2 separate regions of the Mus musculus genome follow, and region 1 is linked to region 2. The links are chromatin contacts, called in public promoter capture Hi-C maps. All regions are on one chromosome and are shown on one strand. Each heading gives the region's core, a stretch centred on a gene start, on an enhancer-like site or on the middle of the called end of the contact. The rest is flanking DNA. Distances are from core to core; before and after follow the strand shown.

Evidence for each region. Promoter capture Hi-C pulls out the DNA fragments that hold promoters and counts their contacts.
Region 1: a promoter capture Hi-C map of hippocampal neurons shows a contact between it and region 2, with 3 times the contacts expected there. The contact joins the enhancer-like site here to the promoter of Cnn3 in region 2. A contact is called at or near these places in 3 of 39 promoter capture datasets (the 3T3-L1 cell line, hippocampal neurons and second pharyngeal arch cranial neural crest), 1 of 484 Hi-C or Micro-C datasets (granulosa cells) and 3 of 115 datasets of contacts at active chromatin or transcription factors (embryonic hindbrain, embryonic limb bud and large pre-B cells).

Annotation. Positions count from the first base shown.
Region 1 is chr3:121,758,656-121,763,551 of GRCm38.p6, forward strand. Abcd3 (ATP-binding cassette, sub-family D (ALD), member 3) reads right to left here. Exons shown (of 23, transcript NM_008991.3): 22 at 2,760-2,816; 23 at 249-1,654. The coding sequence ends at 1,577. Among named protein-coding and RNA genes, the nearest start is that of F3, 38 kb to the left of the region's middle. Within about 2 kb of position 3,621, at least 19 of the 459 cell types and tissues checked have an H3K27ac peak or open chromatin away from gene starts, as enhancers often do. A contact at or near this core is called in embryonic limb bud, where this site is marked.
Region 2 is chr3:121,423,974-121,428,731 of GRCm38.p6, forward strand. Cnn3 (calponin 3, acidic) reads left to right here and starts at 2,568. Exons shown (of 7, transcript NM_028044.2): 1 at 2,568-2,855. The coding sequence starts at 2,799.

The DNA of each region.
Region 1 (4,896 bases), core at 2,371-4,870, 340 kb after region 2:
AGGATTTTCTAAGAAAGAAATGCACATTTAAACATGTACATTAATCACAGCACTCAGGAGGAAAAGGTAGGCAGATCTCTGTTGAGTTCAAGGCCAGCCAGAGCAACATAGGAGACCCTGCCTAGAAATATAAAACAAAATCTTTTAAAGCTCACTTAATAAGGTAATGTAAAAAGACCGCCTGGGTGCTGAAAGCCCTTTCTGAATGTCAACATTCAAAACCAAGAATAAAAAAGGTCAGGCACATGTTCTGTAGGTTATCATTTTTTTTTTTTAATCTGAACAGAAAATAAGTACACAAGTTTGCTAAGGAGACATGGTAAAACTGAATGTGATGCATTTATGGAATCAATACATCAGGGTTATCTTGGTAGCCAGTGATTGTGAGTTATGAAGAAACAAGACCATTAAATGCCCCTTTCAGAGCCCACTCAATCAAACCGATTTCACAACTACGTATGATCACGTTCACTCTCAGCCCTCCTTTGTGGAAACAACAGTTAGTCTCTAATGGTTCCGGGGAGCCAGAGCCGATACAGGAGTAGTTGTCCAGGAGTCAGAGACCGTTCCTAGGAAATGTCATTCACCCATGTGCATGAGAATGGCTTAGCAGTTTTACAAACTGAAACCACAGACAAGGACGGCAGCAGCGTTGCATGCTCAGTACACTACGTCATATAGTGCCTCTACACTCATGTGGCGCTCACCATTATACAACCACATTTCTGATGAGACTGTCCATCTCTTCACAAAATCCAAAATCCTCCTAAGACCTTGAGCTTCACACAGGAGATTATGTCTGAACATTCCAAACACTGGTCAGACTGGTACAACAGGTAGCAACCACAGGCTGTAAGCACGGCTGCATACACACTGTTGTACACCACATACACACTGCTGTGCACCATGAGAACCTTCAAAACAACTCAGTCCAGCGGACTGAGACAGGTACATTTATTGTTTAGCTAGAGAAACCCCAAATGGCTCTCCTGGAGTCCAATGCACTTAAAGGCATGTGTGAGGAATGAGAATAAACACAGCAGCTAAAGAAACCCGCCACTGTGTACCGAACGCTATCCTGTAACGATGGAATATGTTTCAATAAAACATTGTGATTGGTCTGGTTCCCACTACCATGGGGCATAAGAAATGAAACTCAAGACTACTTTGTTAGAATAGAACAGTTAATGACCCCAGTTTTAAACAGGGTTCTTCATGAAAGAAAAAGACAGAGCCATAAAAGTCAAATTAGCTGACTTCAAATGGTTTACATCCCAGGATGAATCAGGTTACACTGATTTAAGCCCAATTTAATTCAGGCAGGTTTTTTAACCACAAGAATAAGGACATTCTTAGTACATAATTAATAATTAAACCAACATATACACAATTAGCAATATCCTATACAATATTAAATGTTTTAACATGTTTCAATTATCCTATATCTAGTCAATTTGTTGCTTTGTTTTTTTTAAAAAAAAACAAGCTTAACTTTATTTTACAATGCATCTTGCATTTACAAATGCATTCTGTTCATTATCTTGTTTTGAAGCAAATGAAGTTCTTGAGATGGTCTCTATGATCCGAACTCAACTGTATCTTCTGTGATCTTTTTGAATTCATAATTGCCTCTCCCATCCATATGCAGGTAGTACTAGGGGAGAAAAAGGAAAGTCAGAGACTAAGAACAGGTATGTTTCCCCATTTCGGAGAACTAAAACAGACTTTTGCACGTTTCTAGTCAATGCACAGGCATCCCACAAAAGAAGATGCTTTCACAGCTCTGAATTGCAGCTCAGAGCTACTAGGATGACCGGTGCCAGAGCCTGGGTGGCTCACCAGTGCAGCACTGACTGCTTCATGGTCAGCTACCACTCTCCACTTGAAAGACTCTTGTTTAGGTTCAGCAGAGACGTGAAGGAGTTATACGTGTGCCCCCAAAGACACAGAACAAAGCCTTCTGTTTCTAGTTAGTGAGTGTCTATATATAAAGATATGTTTTCTGTTTATTTTCTGTTTGCTATTTTTTAGCTGCTTCGTGTTCCTTTCCCTTACACGGTGGCTGTTCTTACACACATGAGGCCTAGGGCTGGATCCAGCACAGGGAAGGAGGAGGGGAGGAAAAGGGGGAGGGTAGGAGAGGGGAGGGAGGGAATAGCAAAGTTTGAAAAGGAAAGATAAGAGAATCAGAGAGAAGAAAAGAGCTCTATTCTCGACATTCCCCCACTAACCTTGAGGACACTACCCAGAATCTATAGCACTTCCTGTACTACTTCGAACTTCAGCACGGTGTCTGGTAAGTGGCTGGGACTATCTAACAGATCCTATTTTATTATACTACAAACATGGCTGGCATTATGCTATCTTTCCCTTATAGTCCTGACCGCTACTGAAAATGCTAACAAAATTTTGCCATCTAATTGTTAAGACTTTCTGCTCTTCTGTCAAACCTGAATGGTAACGACACAGCTCATTTACCCATCGCTATTACACAGCAGTCACTTATGACACTAGAGACCTAACTGCTCTCTAATCTCAGTAGAGCTAGAGATTGTTATATACATTCTCGCTTCCAAAACTGACAACAATAATACCAAATCAAGTCCCACTGTATACTGTAAAGCTCAAACCACCCTTTTCCATAAAATGTATGCCCACATGGTGACGTGACCATGAAATCTAAAATCAGTCAACAAAATTCACATATTTACATAAGATTCATAAAATTCATCACTCCGTACAAGGGAAGAAATACAAACCTCGTGGTGCTTCCAAAGGGACTTTCTGTGTGAAACGGTAAAGAGGGTGATGCCAACCTAATTCAAAGATTCAAAGAGAGGGTTATGTCACATCGGGATGGCAAGCCGCAAACACATGCTTCTAAGTTCTTAGATACCACGTTCAGTGGCTACAGTGAAGAATTAACGATAAAACATACCCTACATTTGATTTATTATGAAATGGTAAGATACGGACAGCAAAAGATTAAAGTCAGGAAGTCACTGCTTCCAGATGTGCAGTTCCCTACTGTAGTCTCATCTTGGAATTATGTCTTGGGGTTCAGAGTTGGGAGTAATTATTCCATTGCTTCTAGAAGGTTCTAAGCAGAATTCTGCATGTGTCTTCAGTAATGTATACAAATACTGACGCAAATGAGACAAAAAGTTGTAAAAAAAAATCTTCAAAGTTTGGATTAGGTTTTGCTACCCAATAAGCTTACTATAAAACATAATAAAAATATTTCAGTCTTGGTCCAGAATTTCTAACACAGTTCAGATTTTTAGATTTTTGAAGAAACATCACTGTAGTTGTTCTGGATCAGTGGTTCTCAACTGAATGGCAAGCTTTTACATATATATATATATATATATATATATATATATATTATATGTATAATATAATATATATTTACACATATATATATTATATGTAATATATTATATGTATATATACATCTATATATACATCTATAAAATATATATAATATCTGGTGGGCATTCTGGTAATGACTGAAGACTTTTTTTTTTTTTTTTTTTTGGTATGCTGAGAACAATACTGCCATCTAACGGACAGCACTAAAAGTGCTGCTAAACACAGTCCTAAGGCCCAGGAGAGTCCTAGCCACTGCCTAGGAGTTACCCAGCCAACACAGATGACTGGGAGGACACTGCCTTAGATCCTCAACACACACCTCTCACCTTTGGGAGAATCAGCAAACCTTCACCATGATTTTTTAGTTTCATTGTATTATTTATTTTTTTCTCAGCACTTTTTTTATTGGCTATTTTATTTACGTTTCAAATGTTATCCCCTTTCCAGGTCTCCCCTCTGGGAACCCCTATCCCTCCCCCTCCCCCTTTCATTTTATTTTTTAAAAGGATTTATTTATTTTTATTTTATGTGTGTGACTGCTTAGCCTGCATGTAGCCTCCAGTGCCCTTGGCGGCTAGAAGAGGGTGTGAGATCCTTTGGAACTGGAATTAAAGGCAGTTGTGAAACACCATGTGGATTCTGTGAACTGAACCCAGGTCCTCTTGTAGAACTGTAAGGGCTTTGAACCAATGAGTCATCTCTCTAGACCCTAATCTTATTTTCATTTTGATAATACTCTTAAAAGATTAGCCTAAGTAAATTCTGAAAATTTCTGTCACGAAATTTTATGACTAAATTATTCTGCTGGCACCAAGTAGTACCACTTAAACTGTGCCACAAGTTTGGCTGCCAATGTGCAAATTAGGAGCTGCATAAGAAGATATGCACATTATCAGCTTTCATATTTCAACTGTATCAAAAGCCTACTGAGACTTTTTTTTTTCTATTCCTGATGTTTTAATTGGATTAGGGTAGGCATAGTGTGTATTAGAATTACTTAGGCCAAAATACAAAAGTAAAATCTAAATGGTAAGATCCAAACACCGGATGCTCGTGGCTTGGATTCGGCAAAGCAGCCACCGTTCTCTTTAATGTCATTGAGCTCAAGTGCTGCTTTATGTCATTTGTAAATTTACAGTTTGGTAGTTAGAAAAAGGTCTTGGGCTTGCAAGAAGCCCTAGTGGGCAAGACACTTGCCACCACGGCTGACAATCTGAATCAATTCCTGGACTGACGTGGTGGAGAACTGCCTCCTACAGCTGTCCCCTGACCTACATGAGCGCCATGCATGCAACAGGTTCCAAAGCAACAGTTTTTAAAGGTTCTAAACTTAAGGGCCCAGCCCTCTTCCTCATAGCCAGTACAATGTTAAATGACCATCAAAGGCTCAGGTAAGTTCTCTTCCCTCAAGTGGAATGTATCTTACAGAGCCACACATCTTAAAATCAAAAAAGGCAACAACATAGAATTGTCAGGGAGAAGCCTTCAAGCCAAATCCAGTCTATATGACCTTATGCATGGAAA
Region 2 (4,758 bases), core at 1,318-3,817:
AAAAGGACAGGAGTTTGTTCTCTCCTTCCAGCTTTAGTGGGTTCCAGGGATTGAACTCTGGCTGTAAGGCTTGGTTGGCAAGAGCTTTACCCACTGAGCCATCCTGCCCATCCTCAAGATAATTTTGCTAAGTTAAAGAAGGCTGAAGGGTGATGGCTATATCCATTCTCTGGTTGTGATGTGTTTTATGGAGAGGGTGTGTGTGTGTCTCAAAATGTACTTTATCTGTTGTTGTTCAACAGTCTTGCCTCAATTAACAATTACTCTCAATTTTTATTTTTATTTTTTCAAATTTCACTTATTTGCTTTCAAGTGGAGGTCAGGAGATGACTTGATGGAATTGGCTCTCTTCTTCCTCCATGTGGGCTCTGGAAACTCAAGTCGTCAGGCTATGCATCCGGCACCTTTACCACAGATATTTCTTGGCCCACTTAACCCAATTCTAAAAGTCTTTACACCCCTCCCCTCTCTTTCCTTCTTTAGGACCAGCACTGGCTGGTCTTGAACTCACAGTGATCCACACACCTCTACCTCGAGGGCCCTAGGACTGAAGGAGAGCTCCCTCATACCCGCCTCCACATTCACTCTTGAACACAGCACTACTCACTCCCAGCAGCGAGTTAAATTTCCATCGTTGTGACTGCTGCCACTATCAACTGGCAGTATCATTTCACATTACGAACCTTTGAAACTCGGTAGTCCTTAAAGACAACCCTGTTAAGTACTAGAAACCACGCCTTTGATGACAGAACTGAATAACGCCCCCATGCATTCTACCAAGTACGATTTAGGCTAGCCAAGTGACACTGACCACCATTCCTTACCCACTGTGGCCAAACAGAAGCCCTGAGGTTTGGGATTCTAAAGGAGAGCTGGGGGTGGGGGGGTGAGGGTTGTAATTTCGACTTCATATCTGGCTCAAGTATTGGTTCTAAAAAGTGGGTTTGGTCTTGTGGATGACAGAGAGCCACTATCACAGGACTGGAAAAACAGCCCCAACTGCTTGTATCATCATACTGGGTCAGCTGCATCATCTTTCTGCGGAAAGAATGCCCTAATTATTCTGAGTACCTTCAGAAGCAATCAGTAAATCATTGGAAGTTACTTCACGTTTCTGCCCATTTGACTCGTTACTGCTCTATCACATTGCACCTTATAGCGTTGATGAAAAATTCTTTCAGCTGACAGAAATTCTGTGCCTTTTTCTTTTCTCTGTAGCTTAGGCAGACCTCTGGTTCTATCCCAACACAGCAATCCTCTTTGTGCTGGGATAGAGTGCTTGAGACACTATGCCACACTCCCTTATTTCTATCCCAGAAAGGTTCAACTTGGGCTATTTGGGCTTCTCTTTTCCATGCAAGTGGCTGACCCTGGTCCTGTAGTCTCTTCTGGAATGTCAGCTGTATTTGGGAAACATAAACCAACATACTGACACCCAGAGGACTAAAACCTGTCCTAGATGTGCCCCAAGACACCAAGGCAAGCGGTGACACTCTGGAGGCAGTGATAGCTGTCATTATTAGGAATCTCTGAGTTGCAGCCTTCAAGCCACTAAAACGGATCTGAAGTCTACCGAGTAAGTTTTGGGAAAGTGAATGAGCTAATCTTTCAAAGACATATAGCCCAGTGTAGTGCCAGGAACACAGGCAGGGGACAGCGTGCTCTCTGTTCTCACCTTTCCTCTATCAGTTTGCCTTTGAGATCAGAAGAAAGGAAAGGGGACGGAAAAGAATACAGAGTGCTGATTCAAAGAGATTAAAAAACAAACCAAAGCAGGTAGACTTCTCAGTCAAGGCAGTCCTCTAATTAAAAACAAATAAACTACCTAGCCTTTTGGGCTGGCTGAACCCCCGGTGAAGGTGCTTGCCAAGGGCAACTGGTGGGACTCCAGAAAAGGACCCAAAAAGCTGTACCCCCTCCCCCCAAAACCTGGCTGTGCCACAACACTTTCCCAATTTCTTTCGCTCTGCATTCAAAGTTTAGACAGGATGAGCAGGACTTTGGCAAAGAGCGTTGACCGAGGCAGAGGTCAGCCCCACAGGTGCGGCAGCTGCGTGGGGAGGGAGACTTGGCAGATGTCCACGCAGGCCTCCCCCCCCCGCCCCCGGCCTGGCACGTGGATTCGAAGGCTGCTCCCCGGGTTTCCAGCGCAACATCTGGGCGCGCTGTAGCCCGGGAGGAGACGGATGGAGTGGCCGGTCAGCGGCGGGCCAGCTCGGGGAGCTTCCTGTCCCCCTCCACCGTCGGAGCGCCACAGATGCCTGGGAGTTGATGAGAACCAAGGCGGCTGAGAAGCCCCTAGGCGCCGGGGCGGGGCGGTCGCAGCCCGCTGACCAGCGGGGAGGAGGGGCGCCGAGGTCCTAGGTGGCGTGAGGGCGGGGCCGGGGGCTGGGACCCCGCGGGAGGGAGCGCCGCGCCCGCCGCGCTGCCATTGGCCGGGAAGCCTTGGAGCAGGCGAGGGGGGAGGAGGCGGCGCTCATTGGTCGGGCTCGCCGGCCAATCCCTGGAGGCCCGGGGGTGGGTGGGGGGAGACCAGGCTGGGGGCAGAGCGTGCGGAGCCGCGGAGCGGGCAGCGAGCAGGGCAGCCGGTCCCAGTCCAGAGCGACCCGGAGCCTCCGCGGGACTCGAGTCCTAGCGAACCTCGAAGCATCATCCGCGTCCGTCTGCGGCGTTCGGGCTTCTCCGGCGCCGCGCAGGGGAGCGAGCTCGTGCATCACCCGCGCGGCCGCCGCTGGGGCTAAGAGCAGGGACACCGAGGGTGACTGACCGCTAGAACTCTTCCAGTCGTCCAAACAGCCATGACCCACTTCAACAAGGGCCCTTCCTACGGGCTCTCCGCCGAAGTTAAGAACAAGGTACGCGCGCGGGCGGGCTGGGGGTTTGCCGCGGCGGTGGGGGCGCTGGGAGCCGCCGCGGAGAGACGTCGAGGCTGCGGGAGAGAGAGATGCTCCTCGGCTCGCGGAGCCTGGCTCGCACGCGTTGGTGCTGGCTTTGTTCCCGCGCCGCGGCCCCGGCGGGCGGTGGGGGTTCCCGGACGCCTGGAGTCCCGCAGCGCCGCAGGGCCCGCTCCAAGGCTGTAGGGTGCGCCCCTCCGGGAAGGGGGCGCTCCTGAGTGGCCTGTGGCCCTTAGGCGGGGCCCTGCCTTACGGCTGGGTCTCCGGGAGTTGCCGCCCCCGCCATCCGCCTGGGCTGGGGCTGCCGCGGGACCCTGCGTCTCCTCCCATTCCATCCTGGCCCCCTCCTCCCACAAGCGAAGTTGGGCGGTTACGTGGCCAACCCGGGCCCCTCATTGTTCCTTTCCTCCTCCTCCTCCATGGGAGAGTGTCCCGCCGACCCCTGGGACCCGCGGGCGGAAAGGGAGCCCGTCGGTGGTGCCTTGATGCAATCGCCGCTGGTGCGGGAAGCCCAGACAAAGCCTGAACGCGCAGCCTGCGAGCCGGATCAGCTGTAGATGAGAGACTTAGAAATGCAATCCTGAGAAGTTTGCAGCGCGTTGAATTGTCACGATATCTCGGCAGGGTCGCTTTTGTTCGAGGTTTATTTGCTGTGGCGGGTTGCAATTTTGGAGTGATTGGAATCTGGCTGCGTTGCTTTGCTGTGTACTCATCTCAAGAATGCACCAGGGTTTATCTTTCAGACTTTTGGCCTGGAAAAGAGATGAGAGGCGCCCCCCTCCCCAAATCCTCTCTTTCCTTCCTCCCTGCCTGCATTCCAAGTCCATGACATCAGGGGTTTCGGGGAGTGGGGGTGACCAGCCAATCGGCGTGGAACTGCGCACAGACCGCTCATTGTCTCCCTTTTGCTGTTCCGGCCAAAGCGCCACAAAGGAGGGCTGCTGTGGTTTAATTCCCATTAACTTCCCGGGAGCCGAAGCATGTCAGGATTGTCACCAAGCTGTCCCACCTCCGGTAGAATAGTTTGGCATCATCAGGGCTACGAACACCCCTGGAGTTGCGGGTGGCTGGGGTGTGAAGGGAATTTCATAGAAGTAATGAAGCGTACCGTTGTTAGACCCAAGCGAGAGTGGTTTATTCTTTCCTGATGTATCTAGCGCACCCCTTTGTAGTTCATCTAGAAGATTCTAAACAGTCTTTGAAGCTAGGGACTAAATTTTATTCTGTGTTCAAAAATTGTAATCTTTGGGGGTTTTTAACCTTTTCAAATGTTTTGTCTGTATAAAAGTTTTCCTAAAGAGGCAGAAAAGTTAGTTTGGACGACAGCACTCACCAACTGAAAACTTTCTTGCAAAATAGCGGTCCTTCGAAGTTTATAGCTCCAGCTTTAGGAAGTTAAGGGCGTTGGCGTGTGAGAACTGGGTGGTTTGTGCCCGGTGCCGCTGGGCGCATGATTTGCAATTCCCTCTGGGATTCTGGCGCCCACTGAGTCTCTTTACCTTTGCATTGTAAATGAGGGACTGGTGACTTTGGCAGCCCTACAAGTGACTTGACTTTTCCTGGTTCTTGGTATCCAAGCTGGCTTTCTTTTTGCTGACTGGAGTCATTGCTTCTCCCCCTTGTAGTTCATATTGAGCCAACAACTCCAGGAAATGCAGAGACTCAGGCTGGATGGATCACTGTAACTGTAAGAGTTGGAAACAGTAACTCCTCAGGGTTTTTTGGTTTTTTTTCTTGTTGTTTTCGAGACAGGGTTTCTCTGTCTAGCCCTGGCTGTCCTGGAACTCACTTTGTAGACCAGGCTGGCCTCGAACTCAGAAATCCACCTGCCTCTGCCTCCCTAGTGCTGGGATTCAAGGTGTGA